3 separate regions of the Sus scrofa genome follow, and all the other regions are linked to region 1. A link is a contact called in public HiChIP or PLAC-seq data. All regions are on one chromosome and are shown on one strand. The core of a region is the stretch at or near the end of the contact, and the rest is flanking DNA. Distances in the headings are between cores, read along the strand shown.

Region 1 (2,875 bases), core at 341-2,840:
TTCTGGTAAAGGCCTGACTGACTATATTAATGGGACTATACTAAGACATTATTACCAGGCATGGCTTTCGCCCTCAAGATTAGAAATTCCAAACTTTGATCCAGCTTTAAAGGCTAGCTTTCTCTAGACATTATCTCCTCTGGAGGCCCTTATCTCCATGTTGTACAAACATCTACTGTTACACTCTACACTGCAATTATTTCTTTGTTTTCTACTCCTAACCGGATTGTATGTCCTAAAAGCCAGACATTTTAACAAGGTCTGAAGAAGTACAAAAAAGGAACTGATGAGATTGGGAGGTCTCCTCCACACAAAAATGAAGTAAGATTTTAAGAGGGGCAGATGAAGGAGCAGGAAGCAGGCAGAGACAGGAAAAAAGGAGGAAGGGACAAGGGAAGTGCTGGAAGTGATGAATACCCTCCCTCAAGTTCTAGGTCTTACACCACCACAGCCTTCCTGCTCCTCTGCACTTCCTTTACCTCTTTGCTTGAAGCTGCTTCAATCACCATTCTTGTCTGCTTTTACTTTGCTATAAATCATCATACATTACCTTTGAAATCTTTCTTCTTCTACTCCCACCCAACCCCACCAGCTGGTTCAACCCCCCGAACTCAGGCTCTAGTAAAGAGTTGCATTTGCAGTAATGACAAAAAGGTAAATCACTTTTAGGTAATGACAGAACGGTAATGATCCCCATTTAGTAATACTAAATTTGTCTACAATTTAATAAATTTTCCTATTAGGTTAAAAGATATTTGGACATAAAATAAATATATTCTATCAATATAAATTATACATGTTCTATTCTCAAACTGAGAAAGTTTTGTTTCTAAACTTAAATAGAAAATTTATCATACAGCACTGTAAATCAACTATACATAAATAAAAAAATAATTTTTTAAAAGAAAAAAATTACTGTAACAGGCTTCAGAAGAATCTAAAACGAGAAGATTTTGGCTTTTTTTTTTTTTGCCACATCCATGATGTGTGGAAGTTCCCAGGGGCAGGGATCAAAGCCACACCCAAGCAGTGACCCAAGCTGCTGCAGTGACAATGCTACATCCTTAATCCACTGCACCACAAGAGAACTCCAACTCCGGCTTTTTTCATAGCTGTAATTTTTTTTTTTTTTTTTTTTTTTGGTCTTTTGTCTTTATAGGGCTGCACCCATGGCATATGGAGGTTCCCAGGCTAGGGGTCTAATTAGAGCTATTGCTGCCAGCCTACACCAGAGCCACAGCAATGTCAGATCCCAACCGTGTCTGCGACCTACACACAGCTCACAGCAACGCCGGATCCTTAACCCACTGAGCGAGGCCAGGGATCGAACCCACAACCTCATGGTTCCTAGTCAGATTTGTTCCCACTGCGCCACGATGGGAACGTCCATAGCTATAAATTTGAGATGGAAAAAGACCCTGAAGAATCACTTCTCATCAGGGCAAACGTGTGCTGCTTTCAAAATGAATAAAATAAATTCAGAACACTGTTCTTCTATTTTAAAATTTCACTGTTCCACACTTTGTTTTAAATGTGAACATAGTTATTTCACTACACTCTCATTCAAATTTTTTTTTTTTTTACATTATCTCATATTCTCAATGTTAAGTACAACTCCAATTATGGCCATCAAAACCTTTAATGAGAGAATACTTTACAGTTGTGAAAATTCCTCCTTGATTAATTTTATAATAAAAAGACATGGTATCTTACTTGTGTTTTGGAAAGGAAAGGTCTTTTGTAGAGGAAAAGCTTTTTTAATGTGTAATCGTCACAGGTTTTTATTTTTTGCTTTTTGCAAACATGTATTACATTAAAAATGCGTGATTTTTAGAATGGATATGAGTAATGTTTAGAATAATATCTCGCACATTTCTCACATCTAAAAATATTAACTGTTCCACACTTTCTTTTTAACTTTTAAAATGTAGGTATAATTTCATATAATAAAATTCTAAAATCTTAAATATTTAGTTTCATCAGTTTGACAGTTTTAAAAGTATAATCTGCTTTAAATTCTTTTTGGAAGCAAGAGCGTATAAATAAATACTTAGTTGATCATTTGTGACTTGATTTGTGACTGTCTGGCAGGGGAAATTGAAAGAGGGTAGGACCAGAAATAAGACAAGATACTATAACCACCACATAGATAAAAGTGACAGGGTTAGTAAAAAGACAGCAGAGAGAATAAAGAAGGGACAAAATAAAACTGATACTATCATCAAGGCTAGAAATAACCAATTCGAAAAAAAAAAACAGAGGAGTTCCTGTCATGGCTTAGCAGAAAACAATCTGACTAGTATCCATGAGGATGCAGTTGGATCTCTGGCCTTGCTCAGTAGGTTAAGGATCTGGCATTGCCATGAGCTGTGGTATAGGTCACAGATGAGGCCAGGGACCAAACTTGCAACCTCATGGTTCCTAGTCAGATTCGTTTCCACTGCACCATGATGGGAACTCCTAAAATATCAGTTTTAAATTAGTTAAGTAACTGAGAAAGAAAAATAAAGTGCTCTTAAATTCACCAAATTTCCTTAATTGATACCTGCAAGGAATAGTTTCAGCTCAAATGGAACCAAGCTAGAAAATAGTAACATTAAACCAAACTATAGTCTTTTCTGAAAAAAATGGTAATTTAGAATAAGAAAAAACATAATCCTTGAGGAAATACTATCTACATTCAACTACCCCTTTCTCACACATACTTCCTTCTAATTTCTTTGGGCTTTAAAAAATGAGTCTACTTTAAACACAGAGAAACCACTCACATGAGCTTTTAAATGAAAACAAAATCTGACCTACATTCCAATATATAATTAATGTCAAATTATTAGGAGGAGTAGGTGAGGGCGGGGGGAATTAAAATCAGGAACCT
Region 2 (2,763 bases), core at 26-2,525, 98 kb before region 1:
ATACCAGTGAGTTTTCTCATTTGAAATTTTCTTGTTTTTAATTGTGGCTTTTTATTTTCTGCCTAGAGAAGTTCCTTTAGTAGTTGTAGAGCTGGTTTGGAAGTGCTGAATTCTCTTAGCTTTTTCTTGTCTGAAAAGCTTTTGCTCTCTCCATTGAATCTGAATGAGAGCCTTGCTGGGTGTAGTATTGGTGGTTACATTTAATGTTGTCCCAGATGTCTCTTAGACGCTCTTCAGTTCTTTTCATTTTCTTTTTTTTCCCCCTCTGGCATTGATTTCCGTCATTCTGTCTTCCACCTCACTTATTCATTCTTCTGCCTCCATTATCCCGCTGTTGATTGCTTCTGGTGTGTTTTTCATCTCAGATGTTGTGTCATCCATCTTAGTTTGCTTGTTCTTTAAATCTTTTAAGCTCTTTGTTAAACATTTCTTGTAACTTCTCTATCTGTGCCTCTATTTTTTCCCCGAGATCTTGGATCATCTTTACTATCATCACCCTGAACTCTTTTTTAATTAGATTACCTATCTCCTCTTTATTTACTTGTTTTTTTGTGTGTTTTTGTCTTGTTTCTTTGTCTGAAAGCTATTTCTTTGTTTTGTAAGGTCTGACTGTCTGCATTTATTGTCCCCTTGACAGCAGGTATGTAGACGCAGCAGCTGGTGCCTAGTCTTGGAGGTCTCGGGGTGGTAGTGGCTCACGTGTTCTCAGAGCCCATGATAGGAGCAGTGGTATTATGCTACCTCCTCTGGAGCCAGGTGGCTGCTAGGAATGGGGCCTATGAGAGAGTTGGTGATGGTTCACAGGATTGCTTTTGTGGTCAGGGGGCAGCACTGGCTCCTGAGACCTGTCTAGCTGTTAGGTAGCTCTCAGGACGATGTCCTGTAGTTGGCACCTGAGCAGCCCCTCCTCTAGATCGTCCCTTTGTCAAGGAGCCCCTTGGGACTGCTCCCTATAGTGGGGGCAGGGGCCTTTCTTTAATCTCTCCCTTTGTTTGGCTGGTCTAGGGAGTCTTCTCTGTAGCCCTAAGGATGGGGGCTGCTCCCTAAATGTTGCTCAAAAGCTCTCTCTGTAGCTGTAGGACCTGCAGTGTTCTGGCAGTCCCTTCCCTTACTGGGCAGATAACAGAGTGCTTCCTGTAGCCACAGCAAAGTAAAATGTGCACCAGCAGGGCCCTCTCAGCCCTTTTGAGTAGCTGTGCAACTTAACCCTGCTTCTGCAGTGCCCTGCTTGATTGTTGGCAGAGGTCATGGAGCTTGTGCTATTCTCGAGATCACTCCGCCTGCTCACTGTGCCTTTGAGACTCCCAGAACTGTTTGTGGTGTTTCTGAAATAACTTTGCCAGTTCAGTGGGCTTTTTGCAGCTCTCTGCCCACCCAGCAGGCCCCTCGCGACTCTCGGAATTACTTGTGCTGTTTCCAAAATAACTTTCTCTGCTCCCTAGGCAAATTGTGACTCTATGCCCACCCGGAAGGCCCCTGGCGACTCTGGAACCATCCACACCGTTTCCGAATTCACTTTGTTGGCCCCCTAGGCAGATCACAGCTCTTTGACTGCCCAGAAGGACCCAGACCCTTGCAATTGCCCAGGGTTTGTGCTGTTTCCGAAATAACTTTCGCCACCCCCTATGCAGATCATGGCTCTTTGCCGACATACCAGGCCATGCATGACTCCCTGAGCCTTCTGCACTGTTTGCAGCAATTGCTTCAGTGTTCCCCTGCCTGGCTGCTGTCGTGGGGCCTGTGTTATTCCCGAGTTCCCTCTGCCTGCTCCAAGGGTTCCCTATTCTTGCTCCACTTTCTCTGTAGCCTGAAGGGCTGTGGGCTTCTCCCCAACTATTGCTAAGTAGCTGCTGCTCAAGGATACATCCTGGAGCTGGAGTAGTTGGCGTGTTGCAGCCTGAGAGCACTTGCAGAGGGTAAGATTCCAGTGGTAGATCCTGCTCCTTCCTGCCAGGCCTCCCCCAGCAGTGGTGCACATCTTCCAAGTCCAACCGTCTTTCCTCAGCTTACAGCCACAGATGTGGACTTTCCAGACTCTAGTCCTTCCAGGCTGTCTCCATGCTATTAATCCTAGTTTTTCCCCGTGTAGCCAGACCCAGCTCTCTCTCTGAGTCTGATCTCCAAAGCTGGAGTTTCAGTTCCTGGCTGCTGGCTGCACCAGCCTGTGGTTGGGAAATGCAGGCCAGTGACGGTGACAGGAATGCTTCCACTTTAACTGCTTTACATCAGTTGTTGTGTTCTTCTCCGGTCCTCCAGAGTTCCCCCTCTGTCCTGGCTGGTTTCCTCGCTGGTGGGGTACTTTCCAGGGGGTGAGGGTTTTTCCTTTTTCCAGCTGCTTCCTAGGGGTACGAGTCCAGGCCTGCTTTATTTCTCTTTTTCTTTCCTTTTTTCTTCGGTCCTGCTCAGTTTTGTGAAGTTTTCTTGTTCTGTCAGAATCCTGGGGTCTTTTGTCGGCATTCAGAAAATTTTCTCTGTGAATTGTTCCACATATAGATGGAATTTCAGTGTATTTGTGGGAGTAGGCGAACCTCATGTCCTCCTCTTCCGCTGTTGTCATTTTCTTTCATTTTTAAAGTTTTCTTTTAGGGAATCTGCATGCTGTTCTCCATAGTGGCTGCACCAGTTGCATTCCCACAAGCAGTGTAGAAGGGTTCTTCCCCTTTATACCCTCGCCAGGATTTGTTGTTTGTAGACTTTTTGATGGTGGCCATTCTGATAGGCGTGAGGTGCTACCTCATTGTGCTTGTAACTTGCATTTCTCTC
Region 3 (2,700 bases), core at 5-2,504, 120 kb before region 1:
AACCAGGAAAAGAAGTACAGAAAAGAAGCTTGGCAAGTGTGGACATTTAGAAGATAACGGAAATGTCATCGCAACTCTGTGTAGACAAGATTGCTATTCAATAAATGATGCAGAAACAGAATGTTATCATAGGGAAAAGGTTAGACCTTCATCTTGTACCATATGCATGCTCAATTCCAGATGAATTAAAGACTCAAATGTGAAAACTAACCCTTGAAAATTTATAGGAGATAATGTGGAATAATGTCTTTGTGACCACAGGGTAGAATGAATTCCCATACAAGACTCGAAAATCACAGGTCATAAAGGAAATACAGTCAAATTTGAATATTTTCTAATTTAAAACCTCTTCGAAACAAAAGATTCTGAAAGACAAGCCAGTGCTTCAGAGAAGATACAACACGTCTAACCATAATGCAATAGTCAAACTATATGAAAAACTTCTACAAAATGGGAGGAAAAGTCAAATAACCATTAGCTAACTGGGAATGATATAAAGAGTATGTTCAAAAAATGCATGAATATGAGTACAAAAAGATGTTCAAACTGATCAGTAATCAAGGCAATGCAAATTAAAACAAGGGTATATCTTTTCAGACCCATCAGATTGGCAAGATTTCTGATACCACGTGTTGGTCTGGATGAGGAAATTCTTGTACAGCGTTGGCAAGTGGAAACTGATACAAACAAATGATTTGAGAAATAACTGGGCACTGTCTGATAAAACGGAAGTTACACATGCCCTAAAATCCAGCAATTCTAATTTTCAGTGTATAACCTAGAGAAAATTTTGCACAGTACTTAGGAGATGTGTAAATGGGTTTTCATCACATCAGTGCTTGCAATAATGAAATATTGAAAATAACTTAAATGTTCATCAATTGGAAAATAGATCATTGTGATATGATCCATAGGAACCATATGAAATTGCTGCGATTCAACCATTTCGATATGGTTCAACTTAATAAATTTATAAAACTCCGTATTATATAGGAGCCAGGTGAGCTAGATCGAGATGATTCGCCATGGGTAAATCTCAAAAACAAAATATTAAGTGAAAAGGCCATGCTATAGGATGTATGATATAACTGCAAGCACATTCAAGTAAACATCAACTTCCTTAAGATAGAATATCTATTCGCAACAATAACTAGAAAGTTTTCTAAAAAATTGAGGTCTTTCTGAAGATAACAAAAGAATTTGTTGACAATCATATGATTTTCTGCTCATACTGAAAGTAGCAGTTCCCCAAAAGGGAAACCACAGTGCTTTACATAAGAAAATAGACCCCGGGCAGCCCAAAATTTAAAATATCCACTGTACCATTATAGTTCCTTTGATTTCAGTTTATTTCTGATTTTCTTGGTGATCCATTACTGGCTGTTAATCCAAAGAGAAGACAGTAAATAATTTTATGCAGAAGGCAAAAGAAAAAAAAATCTCCAGAGCTAGAAAAAGAGAGATGGTATCAACTGAAAAATTTTATTTCAACATTCTCCACTCCTTTCTCGGAAGTCCTATGTACTTCCTAGAATACTAAATTGTTTTAAGTGAAAATTAAGATTGACAAACTTACTCTGTTGTTCCTCTTCTTTTCTTTGTTCATGTGGTTAGTGACCCATGCATGAAATTTTAAAAAGTTGTGCTCTAGTCCTTAGTGACGTTAAGGGAAAATACAATAGTGCCACCAATGTGAACGAATTTTATTTGTTTGCAAATCTAAAATCCATTACTTGTTCCCCATTATATATAACCCCCAAATCTAAACTGCTCAGCATAGAGTTCAAGGCCTTCTTGCTATGATTTCAATAGAGGGGGTGATATCTCCTCTGGCATCAGTTAAAATAGGTTCAGCTACAATGTGCAGATGGTTTGTAAGAAGACAGAAGCTGGCAACTCTCCAGTTGTCAGACACCCAGTCTCCTTCTAATCTGTTGCTCTGCCGTCCTCCAAATGGGACGTCCATCTTGTGGTCCAAGAGGCTGCCCTAGATCCTGCCATCACATCCACATGCCGGCCAATGAGAAGGAGGAAAAGTGGAAGAGAAGATATATCCTCCACCTCTAAGGACACGTTCCCGAAGTTGCACACACCATCTTATGCTTACATCTCATTGTCCAGAGCTTAGCCATATGCTGCATCTAGCTTCAACGCCAGCTGGTAAATGTAGCTTCTATTCTAGGTGCTTCACACCCATCTAAATGTGGGGGTGTCTATTACTGAGAAGAAAAGAACTGATGTTGTGGCAACAACCAGTAGCTTCTGCCACACTGCCTTCCTCCCCCTCTTCTCCTCCAAATGGGGGAATACTAACTTGACTCCCAAACATTGACTGGGTTGTGTTTAATCTTGGGCAGAACCCCTGCAGAGTAAAAGGTGTGAATGCATGGATGTAGCCCTTTCTTGGCTGTTGTGCTCCATTTCACCCTTCCATGCAGCTGAATCGGTAAACTGATAAAGGCTCGGTCTAAGGAATGGCCAAGTGTCTTTGTCTCTGACCCCTCTCTCTTCACTTACAAGTGTGTGAACACTTTCATTGCTCCTATGGCAGCTGGTGGCTGGTGGCTCGCCTTGGGCATAGGAGGTGTGAATTGCAGACTTCATTTCACTTGACTAGAAAGTTAAGCCTTAAGGATTAGAGGCTTGAGATCTGGTAATATGTAAAATAAAATGGATACTTTGGTATTAGTTTTAAAGAAA

The links. HiChIP or PLAC-seq counts read pairs in DNA pulled down with a chosen protein or histone mark.
Region 2: an H3K27ac HiChIP or PLAC-seq map of alveolar macrophages shows a contact between it and region 1. The contact joins the enhancer-like site here to the promoter of LPAR6 in region 1. A contact is called at or near these places in 3 of 5 promoter capture datasets (fetal skeletal muscle and liver), 7 of 47 Hi-C or Micro-C datasets (embryonic fibroblasts, fibroblasts, heart right ventricle and 2 more) and 2 of 2 datasets of contacts at active chromatin or transcription factors (alveolar macrophages and skeletal muscle).
Region 3: an H3K27ac HiChIP or PLAC-seq map of alveolar macrophages shows a contact between it and region 1. The contact joins the enhancer-like site here to the promoter of LPAR6 in region 1. A contact is called at or near these places in 3 of 5 promoter capture datasets (fetal skeletal muscle and liver), 5 of 47 Hi-C or Micro-C datasets (embryonic fibroblasts, fetal skeletal muscle, heart right ventricle and 2 more) and 2 of 2 datasets of contacts at active chromatin or transcription factors (alveolar macrophages and skeletal muscle).

The regions. Positions count from the first base shown.
Region 1 is chr11:19,214,715-19,217,589 of Sscrofa11.1, forward strand. It overlaps LPAR6 (lysophosphatidic acid receptor 6), which reads left to right and starts at 1,591. Exons shown (of 1, transcript XM_003482887.4): 1 at 1,591-2,875. All of the region lies in intron 17 of RB1 (RB transcriptional corepressor 1), which reads right to left.
Region 2 is chr11:19,117,211-19,119,973 of Sscrofa11.1, forward strand. The region is part of intron 3 of RCBTB2 (RCC1 and BTB domain-containing protein 2); the gene reads left to right. Among named protein-coding and RNA genes, the nearest start is that of RCBTB2, 37 kb to the left of the region's middle. Within about 2 kb of position 1,276, at least 39 of the 83 cell types and tissues checked have an H3K27ac peak or open chromatin away from gene starts, as enhancers often do. A contact at or near this core is called in alveolar macrophages, fetal skeletal muscle, liver and 2 more, where this site is marked.
Region 3 is chr11:19,093,652-19,096,351 of Sscrofa11.1, forward strand. All of the region lies in intron 1 of RCBTB2 (RCC1 and BTB domain-containing protein 2), which reads left to right. Among named protein-coding and RNA genes, the nearest start is that of RCBTB2, 13 kb to the left of the region's middle. Within about 2 kb of position 1,255, at least 1 of the 83 cell types and tissues checked has an H3K27ac peak or open chromatin away from gene starts, as enhancers often do. A contact at or near this core is called in alveolar macrophages, where this site is marked.